3 separate regions of the Mus musculus genome follow, and regions 1 and 2 are each linked to region 3. A link is a contact called in public HiCAR-type data. All regions are on one chromosome and are shown on one strand. Each heading gives the region's core, a stretch centred on a gene start, on an enhancer-like site or on the middle of the called end of the contact. The rest is flanking DNA. Distances are from core to core; before and after follow the strand shown.

Evidence for each region. HiCAR-type assays count read pairs that join an accessible place to other places.
Region 1: a HiCAR-type map of astrocytes shows a contact between it and region 3, with 5 times the contacts expected there. The contact joins the promoter of Nbas here to the promoter of Trib2 in region 3. A contact is called at or near these places in 1 of 39 promoter capture datasets (hippocampal neurons) and 5 of 115 datasets of contacts at active chromatin or transcription factors (astrocytes, embryonic forebrain, embryonic limb bud and 2 more).
Region 2: a HiCAR-type map of astrocytes shows a contact between it and region 3, with 6 times the contacts expected there. The contact joins the promoter of Ddx1 here to the promoter of Trib2 in region 3. A contact is called at or near these places in 4 of 115 datasets of contacts at active chromatin or transcription factors (astrocytes, embryonic forebrain, embryonic hindbrain and 1 more).

Annotation. Positions count from the first base shown.
Region 1 is chr12:13,265,964-13,270,548 of GRCm38.p6, forward strand. Nbas (neuroblastoma amplified sequence) reads left to right here and starts at 3,164. Exons shown (of 52, transcript NM_027706.1): 1 at 3,164-3,301. The coding sequence starts at 3,188.
Region 2 is chr12:13,247,602-13,251,930 of GRCm38.p6, forward strand. Ddx1 (DEAD box helicase 1) reads right to left here and starts at 1,573. Exons shown (of 26, transcript NM_134040.1): 1 at 1,503-1,573. The coding sequence starts at 1,518.
Region 3 is chr12:15,814,136-15,818,914 of GRCm38.p6, forward strand. Trib2 (tribbles pseudokinase 2) reads right to left here and starts at 2,650. Exons shown (of 3, transcript NM_144551.5): 1 at 1,096-2,650. The coding sequence starts at 1,365. Gm5432 (a long non-coding RNA gene) reads left to right here and starts at 2,802. Exons shown (of 3, transcript XR_001780551.2): 1 at 2,802-2,962.

The DNA.
Region 1 (4,585 bases), core at 1,914-4,413, 2.5 Mb before region 3:
TCCAGCAGATCAGGTTGACCGCAATACAGTTCTACATGTTGGTACGGTACAGTACTCCTGGTCATTCCCAAATGCTCATTTACTCCTTCAACCATGGGAATGCTTTATCTACAGCATTTAATTATCCTTTGCCATCCAAACCCCTGCCATGTGCTGTCCTATGAAGAAAAGGACAGATGGTTCTTAAGCACCATGTTTGTTTGTTTGCTTGTTTGTTGTTTAAAGGCTTTCTACATAGCTCAGGCTGGTTTTGTACTTAGGGGCATCCTCCTGACTCAGCCCCCCAAGTGCTAGGATCACAGGTGTGTGCCACTGTGCCTGGCTCAAACACTTCATGAATTTTGGTCTATTGTGATAGAGTTTTGTAAGTTTAATGTTTCTATCTGTGAATGAAAGTTCACATCTCAAGCCCAAGAAAACATCCCTTGTTTACTGTAGCTGTATGATCACACGATAGGGAAAATGGAAAGAGCAAAAGTAACCCCATTGTCTGTCAAAAGGAAAGACAGGGAAGAGGTTGGACATAGAAAGGTGTTCATAGTTGAAAGTGGGTGCTGTTCTGAGGAACTGTATAATTCTAGTGGGGACCCTAACATTTTCCCTACCAAGAGTTCCTACCTTATGGTAGTCCATAATATGTCCGGTGAGAAGTGCTCTTTGCATCTGTTTGACTTGTTATACTGTATGGAGTAGGAAAAGAAAATGCTGGGGTTCGTTTGCAGTTGGGAGCTTGACGCAAAGACATCACTGCTGCAAAAGAAATACTTTGAGTGTGTAGAAATAAGTGATTTGAAAATTTTTGTGTAGTGAGAACTATGCAAAAGACAGATACAAGAGGTTTGCTCGCAACCAGGAGTTCTAAGGTTGCAGGGGCAAAACACCACGTCTGTCTAAAAAATTGCTTTTGAAAATTCTTTACTTAGTCAACACAGAAACACACATAACTTTTTTATAAATGTGCATTGGTGTTTTACCTGCACGTATGTCTGTGTGATGGTGCTGGATCCAGACAGGTGTGATCTGCCATGTGGATGCTGAGAACTGAATCATGGTTGTGGTGGTTTGAATATGCTTGGCCCAGGGAGTAGCACTATTAGGAGGTGTGGCTTTGTTGGAGGAGTTTTGTCACTGTGGGTGTGGACTTCAAGCCTGGAAGCTGGAAGCCTAGCAACCTTCAGAAGAAAATGTAGAGACCTCAGCTCTTCCTTTACCACGTGTGGCTGGATACCACCATGCCTTGATGATAATGGACTGAGCCTGTGAACCAGTAAGCCAGCCCCAATTAAATGATATCCTTATAAGAGTTGCCTTGAATCACAAAAGAGATGACTCAGTGGTTAAGAGCACTGAATGCTCTTTCAAAGGTCCTGAGTTCAATTCCCAGTTAACCACATGGTGGCTCACAACCATCTGTAATGGGATCTGATGCCCTCTTTTGGTGTGTTGAAGACAGCTACAGTGTACTCATATAAAAATAAAATATATCTTCAAAAACAAACAAACAAAAAGAGTTGCCTTGGTCATGGTGTCTGTTCACAGCAGTAAACCCCTAAGACAGTGGTTCTCTGGAAGGACAGTCAGTGCTCTTAACTGCTGAGCCATCTCTCTACCCTCTTGGAAGTATGAATTTTGCCCCCTGCTCTAAACACTGGGGACACGGTGCGTCTGTGAAATGAATCTATTATACCTGACGACGTTGCATTCTTCTGGGCTAGAGTTTACATTTTTGGAGGATGAGGACAGACTGTACACAAGTAAAATAAATTATACATCACATAGCATATCCAATGATAACAAATGTTGTGTTAAACACACAAGCAGACAAACAAACAGACAACCTGAGCAGGCACGGGGAGGGCTGGGAAGCTGGAGTGGGAAGAAAGTGAGTGTGAACTTAGACAGGAACAAGAGTTCGGAGGGAAGGTGGCATTTAAACTACAACCGGAAGGAGATGAGAGAGCAATAGCAGAGCCACATCAGGTACAACCTCTGTGTACAAAGAACATCCGTGTCAGATCTCCTGATGTTTATGTGTGTCTGTTGTCTTAGAAACAGCAAAGTTGAATGGTGTGTGTGTGTGTGTGTGTGTGGCAAAAGTTTAGCTGTGAGAGTACAAGGTGCAGATGAACTTGGAGAGACATGGGAACAATTAGACACGCTCCAGTTGTGCATTTTATTATACCATTGCCTAATGCACTAAGTTGGTTATTCTACAGGATAATTTCTGAAAGGTATCTTGTGAATTTTCACTTCTTTTCAACTCAACAACAATGTGGTCGTCTTGGTCGTAATTGGCTCTGCTTACACTAAAGGGCCTTGCAAAGACAGGCATATGCTGAATGAATGAATGAATGAATGAATGAATGAATAAACGAGCAAGCAAATGAGGTAAGTTTCCCCTCTAGGGAATCCTCAAGCTGCCCTATCTTTATCGTCCTCCACACCCTTTCTCAGCTTGGCCTCTCTATTCACCCTGTCTGTTATAGCAACGTAATCTTCCTATGTCTTGTGCACCTCCTAACTGATATATTCTCTCCTGACTTCCAGTGAACCCAATTTCTACCTATAGTTGAAGGCCCAGGGCTGGGCCTGATGGCACATCTCTGTACTCTGAGCACTGGGGAGGCTCAGGCAGGAGGACTGGGTCTGAGGCAGGAGGACTGGGTCTGAGGCTAGTCCATGTTGTATGGTGATTTTTAGGACATCCTCTCTTACACAGCTGACAAGCTCTCCTTGTTACAGGGTGTCTTCATCAGCCTCACTGTTTTTTTCTAGGTGCCTAAAGCACCCTTCCTGTGAACTGAATAACCCCTTGGTACATTTAAAGTCCACTCTCCGAACACGTTCTGTGTTTGCAGAAGAATCTGTACATGAACACCAGCACTCTGGGAGGTTCTTGCAGCTTCGTAGACGCTGACTGGGTAAGAAAAGTTCAGTGACTTGACTCATTTCAGGCACAAATGAACAAAAAGTGGACCAGGGTCCAAGACATATCTCATACAAGACAAGGCCATTCTTAGACCCACAGATCTGTCAAGTTTAGCATTCCCTTTCTGTCATTTTTAGCATTCCCTTTCCGCACTTAATTCATTTCACTCTGCCAATCACCAGCGGCCGCGTCCAGGAAAGTATGACCCGCGCGAGTCGCCGTAGTGCCCCTCCCTCCACCACTCTGTTCCCGGCCAACATGGCGGCCCCCGAGTCAGCGCCGGCTTTGAGTCCCGGCTCTGCGGACGAGGAGGAGACGATTCTCTATGACTTGCTGGTCAATACCGAATGGCCACCTGAGACAGAAGTGCAGGTGAGCCGGGCTCTCTTTTTAAGGCTGTAGGCATGGCGCGGGCGCGGGCGCGGGGCGTGTAAAGCCACGTCGCGGTGCCACGCAGTGCAAGTGGAGCGGGGATAGCAGCTGTGTTGTCTCCTGGCAACGGCGGGGCTGCCGGGTCCAGGGCTCGCTGAAGGGTGTCTGTAGTCAGCCTTGGCTCCGAATTCGGCTGTGTATCCCCACTCAGGCTGTCACCCTCTCGGCAGGTCAGTGTCACTCTTCTTCCCTAGGTCCTTGTCATATCCGGACTTGCCTTGTAATCTTGTTACCTGTGGCGGGAGAATTTCGCAGGACTCTATCGTCCTTTAAAAGTCTCAGTAATACGCATTTACTAGTGTGTGTGTGTGTCTGTCTGTCTCTGTCTCTCTCTGTCTCTGTCTCTCTCTGTCTCTGTCTCTCTCAGTGTGTGTGTGTGATACACACACACACACACACACACACACACACACACACTCGGACCCCAGATATGGTGCAGGCTGCTGGGCATTCAGAGACAGTGTTTTCATGGAACTTGCAGTGTGGAGGAGAGATAGCCAATCCAGTGAACGTTTCTCATTACCAAGCCCGAAGTGCTGGCTGAGTAGAATGCCAAGGGAGTGGAGAGAAAGAAGCAGCGGTTCTCCAATTCTGCTGGAGACAAAGTTGTGGTGTTTGCCAACTTATGGACCCTGGAGTTACTAGTTTCCTAGGGAAAGCCTTCGGGTCATAGGGTGAAAGCAGGAGCCCAAGGCCCATTTACTTGACATACATGGTATCAAGTGCCTGGCATGCCCGTGTGTTAGGCCCTGGGGAAGCAGCATGGCTAGGAAGACTCTTAAATCTGGCCCAGTGAGCTCCTTTACCTTGTCTTCTGAGTATTTATTCTGCTTGTCTTCAATTAGGTCTTGTAATGGCAAAAAGCTGCATATATTGTTATTCGTTTCGGTTTCTAGTGAGTGACGTGGACATTTTGTAGATGATGAAATTGAGAGGCTGCTGCCGCCTTTAAGTTGGATAAAGATATCTAGCATTTCAGAAATGTCTGTAATACTGTCTCAATGCTTAGCACTATACGTTGATTAAAAAAACAACACGGAGTCAACTTATATTGAAATCTCGTTGTCCTCTGCCTTTTCTTATCTGCCTTCTTTATTGATTTCTACATCTGTTTCCTACAGCTGTTGCCCTATAAGCTCTGCCTGGGATCAACTTTATATCCCTCCACTGTGCCAAATTGTTCCCTGATGATTCCTTCATGTTTGTTAAGCGAGCGTCCTAGGG
Region 2 (4,329 bases), core at 323-2,822, 2.6 Mb before region 3:
GGGAAAAGGGGGGCAATGGGCCAGGCTCAGTGGCACTTGCCACCAAGCCTGAAGACCCAAGTCCCTGGTCCCACAAGGTGGGAGAGGACCAACTCTAGCAAGCTGACTTGACCTCTGCTTGGAAAGACCCCTGTTCCCCTGACATGGAGATATAAATAGCAATGTAGAAAAAAAAAAAAAAAAAAGAAAGTGATGGTCTAAAATATGCTACACACAGAATATTGCAAGGTGCGTGCAAGACTGTCACAAACAGCAACCACGAATTGCTTGGCAAATTTTAGGCTGTATCTTACAGGATCCTGGTCATTTGCTAGGTCTATTTTCTACAGAAAACTTGTCTTTCACAGTTTAACAGTTAAACTCTTTAAGGAGAAACAGATACATATTCAAATTCTTCTACTTTTGTTCATATCAGAATATTGTCTTGTCCTTAAATTTGTGCATTTCTCCCAAAAATGTGTGCCTATAAAACAATGACCTACAACCCCCTGACAGATCTCGGGGCTAAAAATTGTGTTAAGTGACAGAATTCCTCTCAGAAGTGACTTTAAAAGAAATGCTTTCCCCTGAAGCCTGAGATTTGGAATTCCTGATATTCTTACAGGAGAAAAAGGAAACAGCCAACAATAGTATAATGTCGTTTAAATAGGTTAATAACACAAAAAGATAGTACATTTAATTTTATCTGTTCATTTACATATGTGTATGTGTACATATATATGTATATATTTATGTACATATGCACATATGTATGTATTGAGAAGGAAAGACGATATTTAGTATATTCAAGGCTGGTTGGAACTTTCCAAATTGTGTGTGGGTGGTAAGAGGTTAATAGAGAAAACAAGAAATATTAACTGGTGGGTTCAGTACCCCATCCCAAATCCTGTTTGGTATCACAAAGCAAGTAACTAATTCTCAAAAATTATATTTAGTCCGTGAGGAAAAAAATATTTTTCTTTAGCTTTGCCATTCAATGCTAACTCTCGAAGTGTCCAGCTTCCCGAATGCCGATCATTTTTACTATCAGCAGCTTTATGTATTCATGTATTTATTTATTTATTTTGTAAAGACCTAGGGGGATAAATCCAAGCAGGACAACATCATCTTTGCCCCAAATGTCCCCTTCCCCCACGCTCAGCGGCTGCTCATCCTGGCCAGGACCCGAGACAGAAAAGGGTTCCCAACAGTCACCGCCACGTCAGAGAGGCAGAAAACTGGACCAGGCGAGCGCAGACGCCACGGGACGCGACAGGTGAGTGCTCGGCGGGAAAGCCGAAGGCAGAAGGGAGGAAGGAGAAGCCGCTTAGCAAAGACTCCCGGGCGCTGCCGGCGGGGAAAAGCCCGGCCTGAACCCACCGTCCCTGCCCCACCGCGCAGGGCCCCAGGCGGAGACAGCTCTCCCACCATCCCACCGACCCCACTGCCACAGCAGCACACTCCACCCGCTCCCTGTGGGTCGAGGCGACTCGTTCGTAACCCTTTAGCTTCCCACAACGAACCGGAGAAGGCCGCCATCTTCCCGCACTCCTCCGCTGCGGGCCCGGGCGATTCCCTCCTTCCAGACACGCCGGGGCCGCGGCGGCGCGCGCTTCCGGCTCGAGCTCTTCGGTGTTCCGATTCCGGACGAGGATACAGACCCAGGAGAAAGGTTCCGAGGACGAAAAGACCCTCCGGGTGGTTCACTCAGGGCCTGTAGACTTTGCTTTCCCTAATAGCCAAGCCCTGTTATTGATATCCATCTTCAGAGTTACGATGTACCCAGAGGAAGTCGTGTGATACTGAGATCTCAAACAATGGATCAGGCTGTCCTGATAGTAAAACTGGGCCCTCTGACTTCAATCTCACAAGGATGAGCAGAGCCAAGCAGTTTGGGAATGACTTAAGAATACATTGAATTCATTGCCCAGCCAACCAAGACTAGCGAGTGTTCGTAACCCACAGGACCTGTTAAATATTTTTATTGGAAAAATTAGTGGTATATGTTCCTTTCATTCAACCATGTTTAATGTAGCTCTGACATTTCAGGCGTGACAGGCAAATTATTTTAAGTACCCCCTCCCTTTAGAGAGCTGGATCAGTAAAGGGATTATGGCTCATCTCCATACTATGTAAGGGGTGTGTTGGAGTCATCAGATAAACAACTAAGATTCGGGAATGTTAATAGATTATGTAATGCCACAGACAATGGCAATCGGGGATCTACCTAACTCTAAGGACCATTCTGTGCTCTCTGTAGCCTGTCCAGAAATTGGGGAGAAACAGGAAACCTTTAGGCAACTTAGGGCTAGAAGCACAAACTTGAGAGACAGATATCATGGGTTTGAATTCTAGCCCTGCTACAGGCTAGCTGTGCGATCCTAAAATCGTAGAACTTCTCTGCGCTCCAGTTCATTCATCTATAAAATAGATGATAAATATTAACATGAATGGATATATCATGATGGATAGATATGTGATAAGCTCGTGGTGAGTATTAAGTAAAATACATAAAGTGGATGGAAATAGGGCATGCCTGCTCCAAGGTATAGTTAAGAAGAAGGGTTTTGTTGTGGATATGGTAGAGAATACAGTCAGAAGCATCTAGAAAAGTCCAGAGTAGAAAAAATGGTGGCATGAAGGTGGCCAGCAGAATAGACTTGGCCATGAGAGGAGAGAGGGAGGGACAGTGAGAGAGGAAGAGAAGAGAGAAGGGCAAGAAGGGATCTAGAGAACCAAGAACACCAAGAAGGCAAGAAAGACCAAGAGAACCAAGCAAGCCAAGAGAGGAAGAAGAACCAGGAGAGCACATGGCTAAAATGGCAGAGCACATAGCTAAAACGGCAGGGGTTGATTTAGAAGCTGGGGGAGGGAAGGGAAGCCCCTGGGTTGGAGAGGTTTAGGGTAGGAGGGGGGCAGGGTGAGAAGAGCAGAGAGGAAACACAGGTGCTGAGTGAGCTGAGAGGCCATTGTGAGCTATGATATGCGACACCACAGTTAGCCTTTTGTTCCAGGGTCGTTGGGACCTGACACAAAGCTCTTAGAAGTATATTTGCTGTTCTATTATGCATAGTAATAATGTATATGTTGTTCTAATTATCATTATTACATGTAACAGTGTTGATCTGAAGCTCCAAAGGAAAAGGATAATCCATTTAGGCCTGCAGCTTCCCACTGTTAGAAGCAAGCAAAAGAAATGTATTCTAAGTACTACCATTTCACTTTTGACTCCATTTAATCATAGAAATTAAGTTCAAGGCCCTAGGCCCGAGATGAGCTTGGGACTTCCCAATAGCTGAATTGCTTCTATTACAAGGAAACAGTTATCTGACTCCAGACACTCCAGGGACAACTTGTAAGGGAACAGTTGTATGAATTGGACATCTCAAGGACAACTTCTCCTTCTTGCCGGCAGGGTCAAACTAAGTTCATGTTCCCAGGCCCAGAAACCTACTTCTGATAGACAAAAACTCCCGTGATCAACTCCTTTTGTCAAAATACAGTTGAACAGTTCTATAGCCCACAGTGCCCTCCTTTGCTTCATGGTTTCATCCTTTAAATATGCTCTGCAGGGTTTCTTCCGGGTCATAGTTCAGCTCCTGAGTCTGTTCTGCAGCCCTGATCATTGAGTAGCTCCTTGATTATAATAAATTATTGTCATCTACATTTACCGGTGTTTCATTTATGTTGAATTTAATTGAATTTAAGCAGACCTCACAACAGCTCTGCCAGAGGTTAATATTCACATTTATATTTTGCATTATTTACATTTTTATGAAAATGATACTGAATGCCTGTTTAATTGGTCTCATTTCCAAAGACAGGGACACCCTGGGTCTTATCAGAGTGTTTCTATTCCATGCCCCTTAAGCAGGACTGAATAAGAGTAGCAAGGCATTGCCTGAGGAAACTACACTTTATCCTTACTTATGGGTCAGAAACAAGACTGTGGTGGTTTAAATGAAAATGGCGTCACAGGCTCACAGGGAGTGGCACTTCCCTCACGAATGTGATTAAAGCTGTATGAAAGGGGTTTCGGCCAGCGCCGGGGTCTTGCCGGTCCATCTTCTGTCATGTAAGCACAGAAAAGAGGAAGGCCTGACCAGAACTTATTCTTTTCCTCCTGAAAAGCTGACATGATACAGGAAAAAAAGGACTCCCAATAAGCCCGTTGAAGCAGAATGTAAAAGGAGACAAGAATCTTCATGATGCTGATGAGTTAAGCTACCAGTGTAGGTGTCTGTCTACCTTGAGGCCGGTTCTTAATTTTATTTTACTTATTAGTTTTTAAAACATTTATTTGTGTATGCATTGTTGGAGAGCATGCCACAGCCTGTGTGTGGAGATCAG
Region 3 (4,779 bases), core at 1,400-3,899:
CTCAATAAATAAATAAATAAATAAATAAATAAATAAATAAGAAGAACCTAAATTTAAGTGGTAATGTATTCTTGATCTACATCTGGGGAAGTCCTGTTCTCCACTGCAGTAGGAAACTGACTGTAGTCAAATACTTTGTTATTATCCTTCCTTGGTCCTCTTGTCTGGTACTCGGTTAGCACACACAAAGACACACTGACACATAGAGACACAAACCAGTTACTGTTCAGGGTCAAAGACAAAAAGGAAATTGAAGTGTCCTTCTTAGTACTAGCCCAGGGGGCTCTAAAGGGCAGTCTCTAAACAGGCAAAGGTGGCCTTGTGGGTGCAGGGGAGTAGCAATGGGGGTGTGCAGTCAGGGAGTCTGAAGACGCGAAGAAACCTAGACAAAAAGAACCAAAGGATTCGTTGTTCACCCAAAGGTGCGCAAGGGGCGAATTTCCACCCCAACCTTCCTTTCCAGGCTTCAAGCCGAAGAAAGAGCTTTAAAACTCCTCTTTTCCCCGGCTAGAGCCTTGGTCTCAGCCAGAGGGGACACTTTTTGTGTCTCTTTTAAAAGGCCACCTTTGGAACAAAGGTTTAACACCTGCAGGCTGCTAAGAACAATGGCTACAAAAGAAACCAGAGGAGCAGCGTTTGAAAACCAACCGGGGATTCCCTAGTCCTTGCAGCGAGGGGAGGGGAATCGACTCAGAGAGAGAAATGCCCAGGCAAGGGGAATCAGCCCGGTGCACCCGAGCTCTACGAGCCTCCTAAGGGGCACGCGTGTCCGTGCCCCAGTTCAGATTCGCCGCCCTCCCTTCCCGGATCTCCCCAAAACGCCCCCGCTGCAGCCCGCCTCATTGTCTGAAACGGTCTGAAAACTTCGCAACTAGTCGAACGTGGACAGACACACAAATAAACCCTCTTAACGAGGCCACGCATAATGATCCCGGGAGTCTTTCGCCCCTGGACTTGAGAGCTTTCCGACCTCCCGCACCGTCCCCGGCCCCTGGCAAAAGACCCAGGATGATTTTTTTTTAATTTTTTAAAAAAAAAATTTTAATTTTTTTTAAGCAAAAAAACAAAACGCAAAAGCAAAGCTGGGCTGGTTACCTTGCAAACCAGCTCCTCTCCGCTGTGCAGATGCACAGCGCGGAAAACGTGGTCTCCCTCCAGAGGCTCCAACAGTAAGTATTTCCCGATGCAAGAAACGCAATGCGACAAGTTCGGAGTCTCGGGCGGGCTCGGAGAGCCAAGGTTCGGGCTGAAACTCTGGCTGGGCTCAGCGGACCTTATAGACGACAGCTCTTCGAAATCCTGGGTTTTGTTCCGCGATCTCCCATATCTCGCTATTGTGATAGGGGTAGACCTGTGTATGTTCATGAGTGTGAGGATCGCACACGACAAAACAAACAAACAAACCAAAAAACCCCTCTGGAGAGATGGATGAGCCGCGCCGGTGCAGGCGCCTCGGTGCTACCGACTTAAAAGGATCAAGAAGGGAGGGGACCCGTCTGGGGCTCCGTGGAGGAAGAGTTAAGAACTAGCCCCCAGATGGGCGCTGCAGGGCTGGTCCCCGGCTGCGAGCCCCGCTCCCGGGGGTGCTCGCTCTGCGGACAACTCGGGTCCTTTTGTTACCCAGAAGCTGCCAGCGCGGTGCAGAACCGCACGCTGGACTCAGTGGGTCTCTGTTCGCAGCGTGGATCTGGACGAGTGAGCGTGCCTCTGGGGTGAGGAGCTGCAGCGCCGGGCTTCTGAGCGATCCCCAGCTGAGGATCCGCAGACCGGGCGGAGAAGCCCTGCGTGGAGTTTGTGCAGTCTTCAGGGAGCGCGCGGCGCCGGCTCGCCCTCCACGCGTTAGAAACCAAACAAAAAGAAAAAGGAAATAAGCTCGGGTCTACCGGCTCACGCCGCGCGGCAGCCAGAATCCGCGCTGCACCCCCCTCTTTTTGGTGGAAAGGGTGGGGGGCGTGTAAGGGGGGTGCTAGAGAGGGCAGTTACCTAAGTCTTAACTGTAGATGGCGTCTGAGGCTTTTCCAAAAAATCGCAGAGCTGTCTCTCTCAAGAAAAAAAAAAAAAGACAGAAAAAAAAAATTGCAAAGGCGCTTTTAACTTGGGGCGGTCAGCAGTGGCAACAAAAGATTGCAAAAGCTGAGTAGGGAGTGCGCGGAGTAGGGCAGGCACAGGTACCGCGACAAAGCCCAAGGCAGAGCCCGCGCGGTCAGCACTAGCTCTTGCTGTCGCTGCTCACGTCCCAGATCCTCCTCCGATGAAGCAAGAAGTGCGGGCGGTGACCTGGGGGGTACCAGCAGCAGGAGCTTTCCGGGGGTCCTGCAGGAGCTGCCAGCAGATGCTCCCCGGACTCCGTCAACCCGCGGCGTTCCTTTTCCGCTGCACAACTGGGTCTTGAGCCTTGAAACAATTTGCAAACCACTCTTGTCTCCCGATGCCTTGCGACCAAATTGCACGGCGGGGTTTGCTCTGCAGGAAAAATAAAAATCGACGGCTTGTCTTCTTTTCTTATTATTTTTTTTTTCTTGCCACCCAGAAGTAGGAGAGGACCGTGTATTTAAAAATTAAAGGGGATGGCCACGGCGCCCTAGGCCAATCCCGGCGCTCAAGCACGCCCGCATCCCCGGGCGAGGCGGTATTAATAGTTACTTACGTGGCCGGGGATCTCGGAGCGAGCCCGGCTGTGTGTGCGCGTATGTGTGCGCGCGCGCCTCGCTTGCTCGCGCTCGGTCTCCCCATTCAATGTCACCGACACATTTCCACAGAGCCCCCGCCCTCTTCGCCGGCCCCGCCCTACCCACGCCCCGGCCCCTGTCATTGAGCCCGGAGCCCATCAATCAGCGGCGCCGCTGCCAGTGCGCGCGCGGCTCCCCTGCGCCCGCCGGCGGCCAGGGCTGCTGCCGCCACTCCTGCAGTGCCCCCACTGGGGGCGCCAGCCTCGCCCCCGGATGGCTCGGCCAGGCGCGAGGTAAACAGTGCTTTATATCCTTCCGCAGTCCAAGGGCTCTGGGCTCCCCTGGCCTGCTGTTCGCGCTGCAGCGACAGGGATGCTGGACTGTGTATCTGCCACCGTCGCCACGCAACACCGGCAGGCTCAGGTCAACTTTGAGACTTAGATCCTCTTCCCCGGGATTTTCCGCAGAAAGCCTCGCATCTTCTGGGTACCGGGCACCCCTCTGCTGCTATGTTAACCTGAACAAGCAGTTCCCCGCGGGTTTTAAAAAAAATGAAGGATTCTTGCAGCCCACAGTCTCTAGAATTAGTTTTATTCTTTCTCTCCGGTTGCTTATCATTTCAACAGAAGTCCATTGTGAGCTTGTAGTTAGTGTCACCACCCCTCCCCCACTTACCAGTTATAGGATTGGGGATCCTTTCAGAGTCTTTTGACTTCAGGACAAGGTCTTTGGGGAGAGCTCAGGAACACACACCTTTGCACCCACACTTCCAGCAAAGGATGTTGGCTCCTAGCCAAGGAGTCAGGCTTCTCCAGCCCCGGCATCTCAGTATTTAGGCCAAGAACACATTCAATACCGGGTTCAACGGAAGGCTGCACTTTGACCCTTGCTTATTCTTAACTTCCTGGGAAGGTTCTGGACCATTGGCTTGAACAGACCTGGGGAAAGTTCAGACCACAGCTTAAGCCTCTTGACTTTACCTAATGCATCCTGGTAAGAGTAGCAATGTAGCAGGGGAAAACAGAAAGAGAAAGAAGCAACCAAGGTCTGGGGCAAGACTGCTGGGCTTACTCTTGAGTTTTTACCCGCATAAGGCACCTCTTTCTATGAGGGAGGTCACTCTGTAACAATATTCTGCACTACCACTTTTGAACAGAAATAGAGAACTAGTTATAATTATACTTAACCGGGACAATAGTGGCTCTAATGATCAGGAGTTCCCTGAGGGTTGTTTCAGAGTAGTGAATGGACCTTGCTTGTTCAGCTAGCCACCCTAGAGGACAGATCTTGAGAAGAAACTAAAATGCCCCATGTCTTCTCATAGATCTCCCATCCTTCTCCCCACTCATCTGCCTTAAACTCAGACTCTGATCCCTAAACTGTCCCTTAAGGGGACCACAGCTTGAGGAAGTCACCATGACTACAGAGTAGTGTGCCATGCAGTCTCTGCCCAGTTCAAGAACAGGTCCTAGACAAACAATCTCTACAGAGGATCCATTGAGAAAGGTTCCCTGGGGCCTCTGTTGGGTGACTGTCACCAAACTTTCTTGTAGAAGTTTGAGAAACTTGTGTTCAGCATCAGTTTTCAGATTCAGAAGGAAACTGAATTCGCATGGGCTTTTTTGGTTTGGTTTGGTTTTTGTTTTTGCTTCTTTTTCTTCCCAGGATCTCTAGTTTTCGTCTGTTAAATGACAGCCCTGCGTACCTCATGTGACCCCTAGAACTGCAGTTGCAGTTCTAGGAAATATATGAAGAATTATGATAGTGTTTCTCAGCCTGTGAGTTGTGACCCCTTTGCGGTGAACAACCTTTTCACAGGGGTCACATATCAGATATTTACATTCTATGCATAACAAAAGCAAAATTACTGTCATGAAGTAGCAGCAAAATAATTTGATGTTTGGGGGTCGCCACAAGAGAAAGTGTATCGAAGGACAGTAACTTCCTGGAGTCCTGGAAAAATACGTGTTTCCTTGGGCTGTCATATTGCAATGACTACATTGCTCCTCTCTCTCTCTCTCTCTCTCTCTCTCTCTCTCTCTCTGTGTGTGTGTGTGTGTGTGTGTGTGTGTGTGTGTTTCTTAGTCCTTCTCTGGGGCTAGATTGAGCT